Regions from separate parts of the Danio rerio genome. Here region 1 is linked to region 2. A link is a contact called in public Hi-C data. All regions are on one chromosome and are shown on one strand. The core of a region is the stretch at or near the end of the contact, and the rest is flanking DNA. Distances in the headings are between cores, read along the strand shown. Region 1 holds the start of mcf2l2 (MCF.2 cell line derived transforming sequence-like 2). Region 2 overlaps mcf2l2 (MCF.2 cell line derived transforming sequence-like 2).

The links. Hi-C and Micro-C count contacts between places; a contact is called where the count stands out from the background.
Region 1: a Hi-C map of fibroblasts shows a contact between it and region 2, with 3 times the contacts expected there. The contact joins the promoter of mcf2l2 here to the enhancer-like site in region 2. A contact is called at or near these places in 5 of 18 Hi-C or Micro-C datasets (caudal fin, embryo, fibroblasts and 2 more) and 1 of 4 datasets of contacts at active chromatin or transcription factors (caudal fin).

Annotation. Positions count from the first base shown.
Region 1 is chr11:11,018,515-11,024,093 of GRCz12tu, forward strand. mcf2l2 (MCF.2 cell line derived transforming sequence-like 2) reads right to left here and starts at 1,627. Exons shown (of 29, transcript XM_073916431.1): 1 at 1,282-1,627. The coding sequence starts at 1,363. It overlaps LOC141376544 (a long non-coding RNA gene), which reads left to right and starts at 1,298. Exons shown (of 2, transcript XR_012387037.1): 1 at 1,298-1,752; 2 at 3,427-5,579.
Region 2 is chr11:10,965,447-10,971,679 of GRCz12tu, forward strand. The region is part of intron 2 of mcf2l2 (MCF.2 cell line derived transforming sequence-like 2); the gene reads right to left. Among named protein-coding and RNA genes, the nearest start is that of mcf2l2, 52 kb to the right of the region's middle. Within about 2 kb of position 3,970, at least 6 of the 62 cell types and tissues checked have an H3K27ac peak or open chromatin away from gene starts, as enhancers often do.

The sequences.
Region 1 (5,579 bases), core at 377-2,876, 51 kb after region 2:
ATACAGCATATGTGTACTATCAAAATCTTCTCAAGACATTGCCATACAAATAAAATAAAAAGAATAAAATTCAATAAAATATCTTCTTCCTGTCCACATTCCATGTGAAGACATTCAAAGCTAAAATAAGCCATAGTTGTGTAAAACCAACCTTTTTAACTGTCATTAACATTTTTTTTCTTTTAAACCGTACAAATTTATAACAATTAAATATATTCAATTCATATAAAGTAAATTAAATTAAATATGTGCTTTCTCTGTCCACATTTTATTCGTAAATGTGAGTCAATGCTATAATAAATCATAGTTGACTAAAATCAACCTCTTTTAACTGTTTTAAACATTTATTTCTTGTTTGTTTGTTTGTTTGTTTGTTTATTTGTTTATTGATTTTTCTTTTTTGAATTGTAAAATGTTCTAACATAAAATCAAATTATAATTTTTCCTGACATCAATAGTACTATAAATATTGCCATTTTAACATTATTACTAAATGCATTATTATATTTGAGTATGCTTATTAATAATATATATCTGTATATTATTCATGCATACAGTATCTAAGTAATATCAAAATCTTCTCAAGACATTGCAATACTAGTAAAATAATATAAAATAAAACTACAAAAACAAAAAAACAAATTAAATTACATTTAAAAATATGTGCTTTCTATGTCCGAATTCCATTAGTAAATGTGGGTCAACGCTAAAATAAATAATTGTTGTCTAAACTCAAAGTCTTTAAAATTTATTTAACATTGAATATCTTACACATTTATTTATTTATTTACTTTTTATTTTCTTTAACAGATAAATTTGTAAAAAAATAAATAATATGAAATTATGATTATTACAAAACTTATTTGCATTAAATAAATTATTTTCCTGATATTAATAGTTTTATTGATATTGCTGTTTTTGACATTAATAATAAATGCATTATCATGTGTATGTTAATTAATATTATTATGTATTTTTAACTAACGCATACAGTATTCTGTATAAGTACTATCAAAATCATTACAAGACATTAAAATGATAAAATAAATATAAACATTTTACTAAAATTAAATTAAATTAAATAAATCCGTGCTTCCTATGTCCACATTCTATGTGAAAAATAATTCTCAAAATCTAAAATAAACCACAGACACGGCAACCAACCTCTATAAATACCTGTCCAGCAGGGAACACCCCCTACATCCCAAGCACAAGAAAGCTCAATCCATCCCGTCACACCCCCCATCCATGAGCTCCAGCAGTGAATAAAAAGCCACTCACCAACATGGGTGATGATACAGTCCACCCTCTGCTGAAGCTCCAGTAGAGACATCTCCTCTTCCTCCTCCAACCTGCAGAGCATCTCAGGGTGCGAATGCTAGAACGCCTCAATCCTCCTCTCCTCTCTGCCCTGATTCACAAAGACCCGCAGCCACTCCCAGCCCGTGATGGAGGTCTCCGCGGGAGGACAGATCAAGCCGGCTCTTTTTTTTTCTGCAGTGCAGCTTTTTGTGATGTTAATGGTTCATTGTGAGTGTCTGCTGTTGATGCAGGGATGCTGGAGTCTTTGGTTTCTGTCCTGTCAGGCTGTTAGACTGTGTGTGTTTCACGCACCAGGAAGAGAATCAGAGAAGAGGAAACGGTACCTGCCTTCAGGGAGACACACAGAGATGAGCACGCAAAACCTGGAACAATGGAGTCAGTGGAATGGAGCTGTTAGGGAAAGAGGCAGGAGGGGATCTGTTGTGAAAGGTTTCAATGATTATATTATATTATTTTATATTATATTATATTATATTATATTATATAATGTATTATTTTATATTTATTATATTATATTTATTATATTTTATTATATTATATAATATTATATTATACTTATTATATTATATTATATTATAATATATTGTATTGTAATATATTATATTATATTATATTATAATATATTATATAATGTATTATATTATATTATATTATATTATATTATATTATATTATATTATATTATATTATATTATATTACATTATATTAAAAATTGGTAATATTTAACTTTATACTATTGTTATTTAGATGAAAATGATTTTTAATAATTTGGAAGAAAATAAAGTATATTTTATTATCCATTTCATATTTTATAATTAATAATTCTATTTTGATACATTTGATACATATACATACATACACATACATATATACAAACATACATACAATATAATATATCAAAATATATACAATATTCAATTTAAATGAAAACAAAATTCAATTTATAATTTATTATTTTTTTATATTATATTTTATTGTAACAGAGTTAACTCATTAACAAAGGTTCGGCAGCGGGACCATGCCTCATTTTACATCCTTAACCAATCACCTACTCCCTATTTAAGGCAGACCAGCCCTCCAGCACCGTTCTTCTTGTTTTCCCGAACCCACCCTCCCTCCCTTGGTTTCCTTGCTTGCCATTAACAATCCTATAACTCTCTCTTCCCTCCGAGGTTGAATCGGGGGCTGCTAATCACTCCAATACCAAAATATTACAGTGACAGTACCCGCACTCTTAGTCTCTGGGCATCACCGTAGGATGCCCGATTACCCTACTTATCTGTTTACTATTTAACCTCCTCCCTTCATCCTACTGTTTCCTTACCATCCTTTTTATCCCTAAAAAAATGTCTAGCTTAAAGTGTGGCATGCTGGTGAAATTATATATTTAAAATACTGTTATTACATAATATTGTATATTTTTCATTGTTAATGTTTAACTTTATACTATTATTTAGATGTAAACTGTTTTTATTATTCATGTAGAAAATAATGTATATATATTTTTTATTAGTTTATTATTAATAATGCTATTTTGATACAATATTTGCATATATTATATATACATATATAATATTGTTCTACAGGTAAAAGATATTAACATTGTGTGTAACAATGTTAAACAAAATATTATATTATATTGCTTAGTTTTACCCTATCCATTTATTAAAATATTAAGCGCATAAAATAGTAAATTTGTTATTAATTGTGATAAAAACTTCTACTATTTTTATACATTAATCTCATATGAAGTATAATTATATTATACATACTATCACTATATAGTATGTACATTTTTAACAAATATTATTATGTATTGTTTGAAAAAAAAAATTTTGAATATTGAATGTTTAAACTATTTACTTTCAATGTTTCCTTATTGTTTTGAAATATTAGGCATTGTATAATTAAAATTTTAAAATTTATAAATATTCATTCAATTAATAATAATAAAAATCAATAATAATAATAATGTAATATTGTGCTTTTTATTTACTGCATATTTAAATACATTAATTAACATTATTATTGCTATTAACATAACTTTGATAAATGCTTTAATGCCCCATTATGCATGTTTAATGGTCCTATATTTACTTACAGTTGTTGAGGAACAGCATCAGCAGGACTGAGCTGGGCTCCTCTCCACATTTTGACGTGAGCTGATGAACGGCTATCATCTTACTTGACGACATCGCCCTTGGGAACCACATCATCTCCTTGGAAACACTCAGTGATGAGACGCCATCTGTGCTCCTGCCATAACATCTAAACTTATTACGCTCATACTCTTTAAAAGTGTTTTAAGATTAATTATCAATAATACCGAGTGAGTTTTTATGATGTCTTCATTATTCATATTTAATATAAATAATTTAAACATTGTTTTCTATTAAAGATGCTCAGCTCCTTTTACAGTATTAGTCAAATCAATTAAATAAAGTCTAGAAATCGAAAGACAGGCTGAAATCGTCGTCTTATATGTTGAGATGACTGTAATATGTATCGTCGCCTGATTTAGGGAAGAATAAATATTGACCTACTAAAGTTTCACCGGCATATGGCGCTGTAGGTCAATTTACTAATAAACTAAACGGGGATTGCGCTGCAGCGCCGCCTGCTGGACACATGAGCAGGACATTTATGTAGAAAGGTCGCCATCTATTGGCAATACTGAGCAAACGCTGTTGTGGTTTTCACTGTTGTGATTGACTTGAAATAATATTGTATACCCCAGGGGTGTTCCTGGAGAGTTTAGCTCCAACCCTAATCAAACACACCTGAACCAGCTATTCAAGCTCTTACTAGATATACTAGAAACTTCCTGGCAGGTGTGTTGAAGCAAGATGGAACAAAACTCAGCAGGACACTGGCCCCCAGGACCGAGTTTGGACACCCCTGGTATAGCCATGTAGTATATAAAAATATCACTACATCTTCAGTGCAGTGATCTGATAATTACTTCATAAAAATAAATCTTTAAAAAATGTATCTAAATTCTTCATATATTTTTTTAATAATTATATAAATTTGCTGTTACAAAATTGACAACAAAATGAGTTACAAATTGGTACTTGAGATCATGAAAATATCACCATTATTATTTTGAAGAGTTGTTGAAAGCTAGTATTTTTCCAAATTTTTTTCCAATAAAATATTTTAAATGATTAAATTAAATAAATCAGTCAGTCAATAGTTTGTTTATATATTTATCTCCACAATAGTTAATCCCACATAAAACAAAATAGGAATTGAAAATAAATACTATAGTGTTTTTCAACCAGACAGTAATGTACTTAAATTATTCTGTTGTGACAATTTTATAGTTTATGTGCTAATATTACAACTATAGTATCATAAACAAATGACCCAATACTTTACTAAGCTTTCTACAACTGTATACATTATACTTCAATTCACAACAATTTACTGTAGTAGAAACTAAAGTTTACTACTGTATGTATCCGATCACTACTTAATACTATGTAGCATTCATTTAACAAAAAAAAAGGTAAATATTATAATATATGCAGTAAAATGCATTTTCATATGTTGTGCTTTAATAAAAAAAAATACACGACTATAGTATTTTATTCATGTGAAAATGTGGCCAGATTGATGAAAAGAAATAAAGTGGTCAATAAATGACTGACATCACACATGGCATCTATACAAAAAGCTGTGACCATATACTTTATGTACTGTGTGTGTTCTTTAATAGTGGGACTTTTCATATGTGCATGATGAGTTTTTATACTTGATCATCAACAGTAAACTACAAAAAAGCTAATTTCATTCCGTTACAAATAAAAAAAAATTAAATGAGTAAACATATTTTGCTGTATTTCTGTATTATTATAGTATTATCATCAAAGTTTTGCTTGCTAGTTTGCTCGTCTTTTTATTTGTTTGTTTCTGTGAGAGTAGAAATGTCATCAACTTCCAAGCTGTATGTTTATGCTTTTGGACATGGGTCTTTAAGCCTTTTGTTAGCTTTAACATTTTGTAGCTGTATTTTTTGTATTATTATTATCGATATTTGATAGTTTGTTTGTTTGTGTTGTTTTCGTAGGTGTCATCAACTTCCAAGCTGTATATTTTTGATTTTGGACGTTGGTCTTCGGGCATTTTGTTAGCTTTTAACAATTGTTAGGCTTCATATCACTTTAAATACGTTGGCCTACAGTATGTGTTTCTCTAAAATGAAGTTAAATTCAATTTATGACCGAGTCACCGGAAATCTCAGAACATTTAAA
Region 2 (6,233 bases), core at 2,720-5,219:
CTTAACAGGGATTTTTCTCTTCATTGTGTTCATTCCTGAGAAAAACAAAATCACAGAAAGATGTGTTTGTGTGCAGTAATGAGGGAAATCCATTTAGAGGTCACATGTTCATCTATTTTTATCCTTTAGATGTCACATCTACTCGCAAGGGTGACGTAAAGATAATTATTTTAATAAAATACAACTAAAGAGGAAGTGTATTTCCCTTTTCACTAATGTTTCAATATTCAAAACAAAAAAATCCCCAACCCATCTGATGCCCTATTTTCAGTACAGCTTGGTCTTCGCTGAAACACCTAAGTTGAGGTCAGTTCACACCAATAAAATCATCAATAGAAAATCCTTTAAAACCTCTTTAAAAAAAAGCAAAAAATATAAATAAAAAAGATTTACCGTAGATTGACCAATCTTGAATCAATATTGGAGTTACTTTTTCAAGCTGGAGGAAGGATGACACTGTGGCTGAAGGATTTCTTTTAGACATGTGTGTGTTGTGTTATAAAACAACTGTAGTCAAGTAAAGCTGATGTAGATTGTGTTGTATAATGAATGTGTTATACGCACTGAAGTTTTGTTTAGCCACTGAAATCTTCCGGAGAAAGATTGATGTGACTATTTTCAATTTCATAAGTTATCTTTTACAGCATGGATAATGTAGATTTTTATTTAGTTTAACAACAACAAGTAAATAGCGCTTTTCCGCCTAGCCTGCTTTACGTGGTGAAACTACCACGAAGGTGGTTTTATATTCAAATTGGTTCATTTTTGAACAATGACAACCTGTGACGCACTCCCTATATTGTTTATAATGCTACTCTGAATATTCGCTCTGAAATAGCATGGAAGTATGGCTTATTGCTAAGTGTAATTCCTGCATGCTGTTGGATCTGTCATGTCACAGTGTGCGCGTTCGTGATTTCAGGAGGTGTGGCTTTGGACAGCAGGGAGGGACTATGTTTTAAAGATAATATGCTAACCGGTTAGCATTTTGGCAGATCACCTACTGCACCTTTAAATGAGAAAATAGTGTGGGGGTGGTTGGGATTTTTCAACTGGAAACTGGTTGGCCACCATCCTCTATAATAAACTTTATAATAATAAACTTTAATTGCAGCTACCAGAGTTCTTACCTGGTCTAGAAAATATGACTATATCATTCCAATTTTACACTCGTTGCCAGTTAAGTTTTGTATGGATTATAAAATATTGTTTCTTACCAACAAAGCTTTAGATCAGGGATGCCCAAACCCGGCCCAGGAGGGCCAGTGTCCTGCATATTTTAGTTCCATCCCCAATTAAATACATCTAAATTAGCTAATCAACCTCTTCTAGGTATATCAGAAACCTATTAAACCGGGGAGGTGTGTTGAAAGAAGTTGGAACAAAACTATGCAGGACACCGGCCCTCCAGGATCGAGTTTGAACATCCCTGCTTTAAATAATCTAGCTCCTGTTTATCTAACCAACCTTCTGTTTTGCAACAATCCAACCCTCTCTTTAAGATCTCAAAACTCAGAATCGCAAAGTCTACTAAAAAAGGTCGAGCATTCTCATTTATGGCTTCTAAACTCCTTCCTGATAATGTCCGAGGCTCAGGCACACTTTTTTTATTCACTTTCGTCAATTGGTGAAGTTTGTTCCTCACCACTGGCTTGCTTGGCTGGGACTTGTGGAGGTGCACATGGATTGATTTGCTCTTTTGTGTTTGGACTGTGCTTGCAAATGAAACCACACTGAACTGAACTAAACTGAACTTCAATGCTGAAAACTAGACTGACACAGTTTCAGTTTACTAGAATGTTTACGTTAAGCTGCTTTGACACAATCTACATTGTAAAAGTGTAATAAAAATAAAAATTAATTGAATTGATTGGATGTAGTAAAGTAGAAACAGACACCTCCTCCTCACCATTTCTGTTATCATAGCGCATAGTCAAAACTGACAGTTAAAGGGTTGTGGTTAAGTTAGCTTCACCCAATACCTCAGACAGATGTAAAAAATTAACTGAAAACAAACAGGAAGTGCTTTTTTTTTAGATTTCAACTTTAGATTACAAGGCCAAGCAATTGTTTTTTTACACAAATGAATTGTTTACAACAAAACAAGCTAACAAAATCAATACAGTTAGATTTAATGTCATGTGTACGTTAAAGCAGAATGCGAAAGAGCTCCAATTCTGAAGTATCAAAGACGTACCTAATAAAACAGCCGTTGTAGCCCATATAAAATATACATACAGGAATAGTGCATAATGATACCGTGAAAATCGCATGTACTGTAGAATTAATAATATGAATATAATCCTGGTGTGATCATCTGGCTGTCTTTCATTTATGCATCATTTGATCAATTCCATGCACATGTCAACCTTGCCGTGAAGAAAATAATGTTTTCACCAAAATAGCGAAACCTTTTCTAGGTTTTTTGTGTAGGCTTGTATTTTACAATACTGTAAAAGTACGCATAAAATATCTCTGTCAATGTTTTCAATATAAACTTTCATAACAAAGTTTTTACTAATAAATGCAAAAATGTGAAGTAAAATAAAATCAATCATTTTTGTTCTATAGTGAGCCTTATAATAAATGTTATTTCTTTAAGGTTGTTCTGTGTAATTTAAATGTAAATTTATTTACTTACTAGCAGTGAAGGAGAAGCCCGACTAGAAAAGTTGATTCCATTCATTTCATCTCATGAATCAAATCAATCAAGTCAGTACACTGTGCATGTGATAAATGACACAAAATAATTGTTCAAAATTCGTAAAACTTCAGAATTTCGTAGGCAACCTCCAAGAATTGAACCTCCAGAATCCACCTTATCCTGATCCCCAATAACATTGAAGTTGGTAACAACTCTGTACTGATGGATGAATCTGCAAGTAAAACAGGTTTTAACACAAGCATCAACCAGGTGCTCTTGATTTACTTTAGTGTTTACAAGGTTTTTGGAATCATAGAAGGGTTTCTGCTTAAGGGTTTCTGCTTTCTGCGGTATTCACATGGCACACTCTAGTCTTATTTTTACAATCTTCTGTATTAATTACATAATCAAAATCAGAAGCTTGACAAGCCGTGATATACGGACAAGAAAATTTAGCCTGAAAAGATAAACCAACCACAGGCAGCAGAGCAGGAAATTAATCACCAGATTGAAATGAACACACTTCAGTATGTCGATCACTAATTTGTTTCATTCGATCTTGCGCTTTGCTCAAAGAGGATTTTGCTAGTTGACATGCTTCAAATATTCACTCGCATATGATAGAACATTTTCAGGTGGATCAGTTTGTTTTCAATGTGCAGACAAAACAAATAAAGGACCATGTACGTTGTGTTAAAAAACGATCATTAGGATTAAATCCAGTGCTTTCCTGAGATGCTTCACAAGCAGACACGATGAACCAAGGCAGTCTAGCTTCCTAATCCCTACCCATTTGTACACAGTATGACCTCAGCAGCACAGACTTCAATGTTTGATAAATTTACAGTTGTACTCCGTAAACTTGCATATTTTGTTATTTACATTCATAACGCATGCTTATTTTCCTCATTTAAAATATAAAAGATGTTTTCAGATTGATATTTTGTCTTATCCCATAACTCTTTGGTTAGTTGTTTTGTAAAATATAAACAGATCTTTCAACATAATGTTAACGTATACTTTCTCTGTGTATTTATGTTGTAAGTTTTTACTGCAAATGTCACATCCATAACGCTGGAATTGCTTGTTTCTAGTTGAGAGACATTTGAAACCTACTCTATCAGTGTGATTCACAGAGCCTAATGGACGACACCATGAGGAAAGCAGCACTTAAGACAAGAGGAGCCAGCTAAATAGGTAGCACAAAGGACTGTTTTTCACCATAGCATTATGTAAGTGGTGCAGTTTTGATGGCTGGTGCAGGCGTTCTGGCAGATGAGCAGACGGAGACGCAGGCCAGGCCCTTAGGAGAGCTGACTTGGGTGGGAAGGAATGGAAATGCTCTCCAAGGAGCTGCAAGTCTGTAGTTTCGATGTCCCTCCCACTTACATCAGTGCAGCCTGTAAGTTTTTCCACCCTTTTTTGAACAAACTGTGTCTACACTGAACATGGTAAACACTGGTGTTCATTAGTTAAAAAAATAGTTCACTCACAAATGAAAATTTACTCAATTGTTTACTCAATTGTTATAAATCTTTATGAGTGTATTTCTTCGCTTGAACACAAAATGAAGATATTTTAAAGAAAGATGAAAACCTTTAACTAATGGCTTCCATAGTAGGAAATCGAATACTATGGAAGTCAATAATTACAGTTTTTTTAGCAACATTAAAACATTGTCGTTTAATTTCAAGAGAAGAAATAAACTTAAACAGGTTTGGAACAAGTGAAGGATGAGTAAAAAATAGCAGAACTGTCTTTTTTAGGTGAACTGTCTCTTTATTATGTATCATTTTGTGTGTTGCGTAAAATTCTGTCGTTATTTACTTCCCCTAACTTGTGCCAAACCTTTATAAGTTTCTTTCTTCTGTTGAACACAAAAAGAAGATATTTCAAGGAAAGCTGGAAACCTGTAAGCTCTCACAATTACCAGCAATCAAGAATAACACATTTGTCGATTTAATGAACTACAACTCCAATCATGCACCTCAGACACACCAGTTTCTGATTCCCCCCGATTACACGATGGAAGGTCATGATGGACCAATCAAATAAACCATACAGCAGACACACACACACACACACACACACACACACACTCACACACACACGCACACACGCACGCACGCACTGACACACAGGGGCTGTTTCCTCCTGCTTTAACCATTACCTGCCAAGTTAATAAACAACATTTGGACCCTCACCCTGACCAGTTGTTACAAAACCATTGACATTTATAGCATTTGCTTTACCCACAATAGATTTTAATGGTTACAGGTTTCCAGCTTTCTTCAAAATATCTTCTTTTGTGTTTAACAGAAGAAAGAAACTCAAACTGATTTGTAACAAGTGAAGGAGGAGTAAATAGTGAGTAACTATCCCTTTAACACTCCATCAGGAGCACCTGTCAGCGTCACACACAGAAAAAAGGCTGATTAAAACTGATTTAAAGCAGGGTCAAAAACATTCACTAACAGATGTCGCCAGCTGTTTATGTCTCTGCTGGTTGCCTAATTGTTTCATCTGTTACATATTAAGAAGGACGCTGGCGTAGCCTAGTGGTTAAACACTTGAGATGGTAAACAAAATTGCTTTTGGTTCAAACCAGGTCAAAAATGAACACTCATGGGCCTGTTTGGTACTGTGTTGGGTAAATCAGTTGGTTATTTAATTAGGAACTTAAAAAAAAAAAATTATATATATATATATATATATATATATATATATATATATATATATATATATATATATATAAATATATATAAAATCTAATTATATAAGAGTGACAATCTGATCCTGCAAGACTTAGACATGATCATGTGCTGCATTGATAGCACTGTATCTCTGTTGCATCTAAAAAGGTATCAGCTTTCTCACAAATAATAATTGTTTGTTCTTTTTTAATCTTTTGTATTTTGGTTCTGCGTCAAAAAGGTTTGATTCAGTTTTTAGTTGATTTTAAAAAAAAAACAACTATTTTAACAATTATCTACCATTTGGAAATGCCATCTGATAAAATACATGGCCTTATAATCTACATTCGTTTACAGTATTTAAAAATTTTTAATCTACATTCGTTTCCATATTTAAAAAATGTATTATGTATTAATTACTATTCATTTCAATGCCATGTATTCTAATTTTAGTCTTGGAGTTTTAATTTAGTCTTTTGTTGTTTATTAATTGTAATGATGAAATTACGCTGCTCTGTCATTTTAAATAAAGAAGAAAAACAGGCCGTTTGGTTAGATTGTGAAAATTGTGTAAATGTCGCTTATTGGTCATTTGGCAGAGAGGTGAGTTTAATCAAAGACTATAGAATACACAAGACATGTCACTTATATAGTTTTGAATGGGACATAGTGTAACAGTCAATATGACGAATAAAGCCTCACCTACTAGTACAGGAGCCAATCATCGATTGCTATAGACTGATGTTTTTCCTGGGGAGAAGCTTGGACTAGGCGTGTGCTTTTATGACAGGTTTTATGGTCAGCAAACACACTGGAATCTCAGCCAATACTTGCGAATATATCCAAATAAAGCTTGAAATCTGTATTTTTAAACGAACCAACTACACTTGAAAACA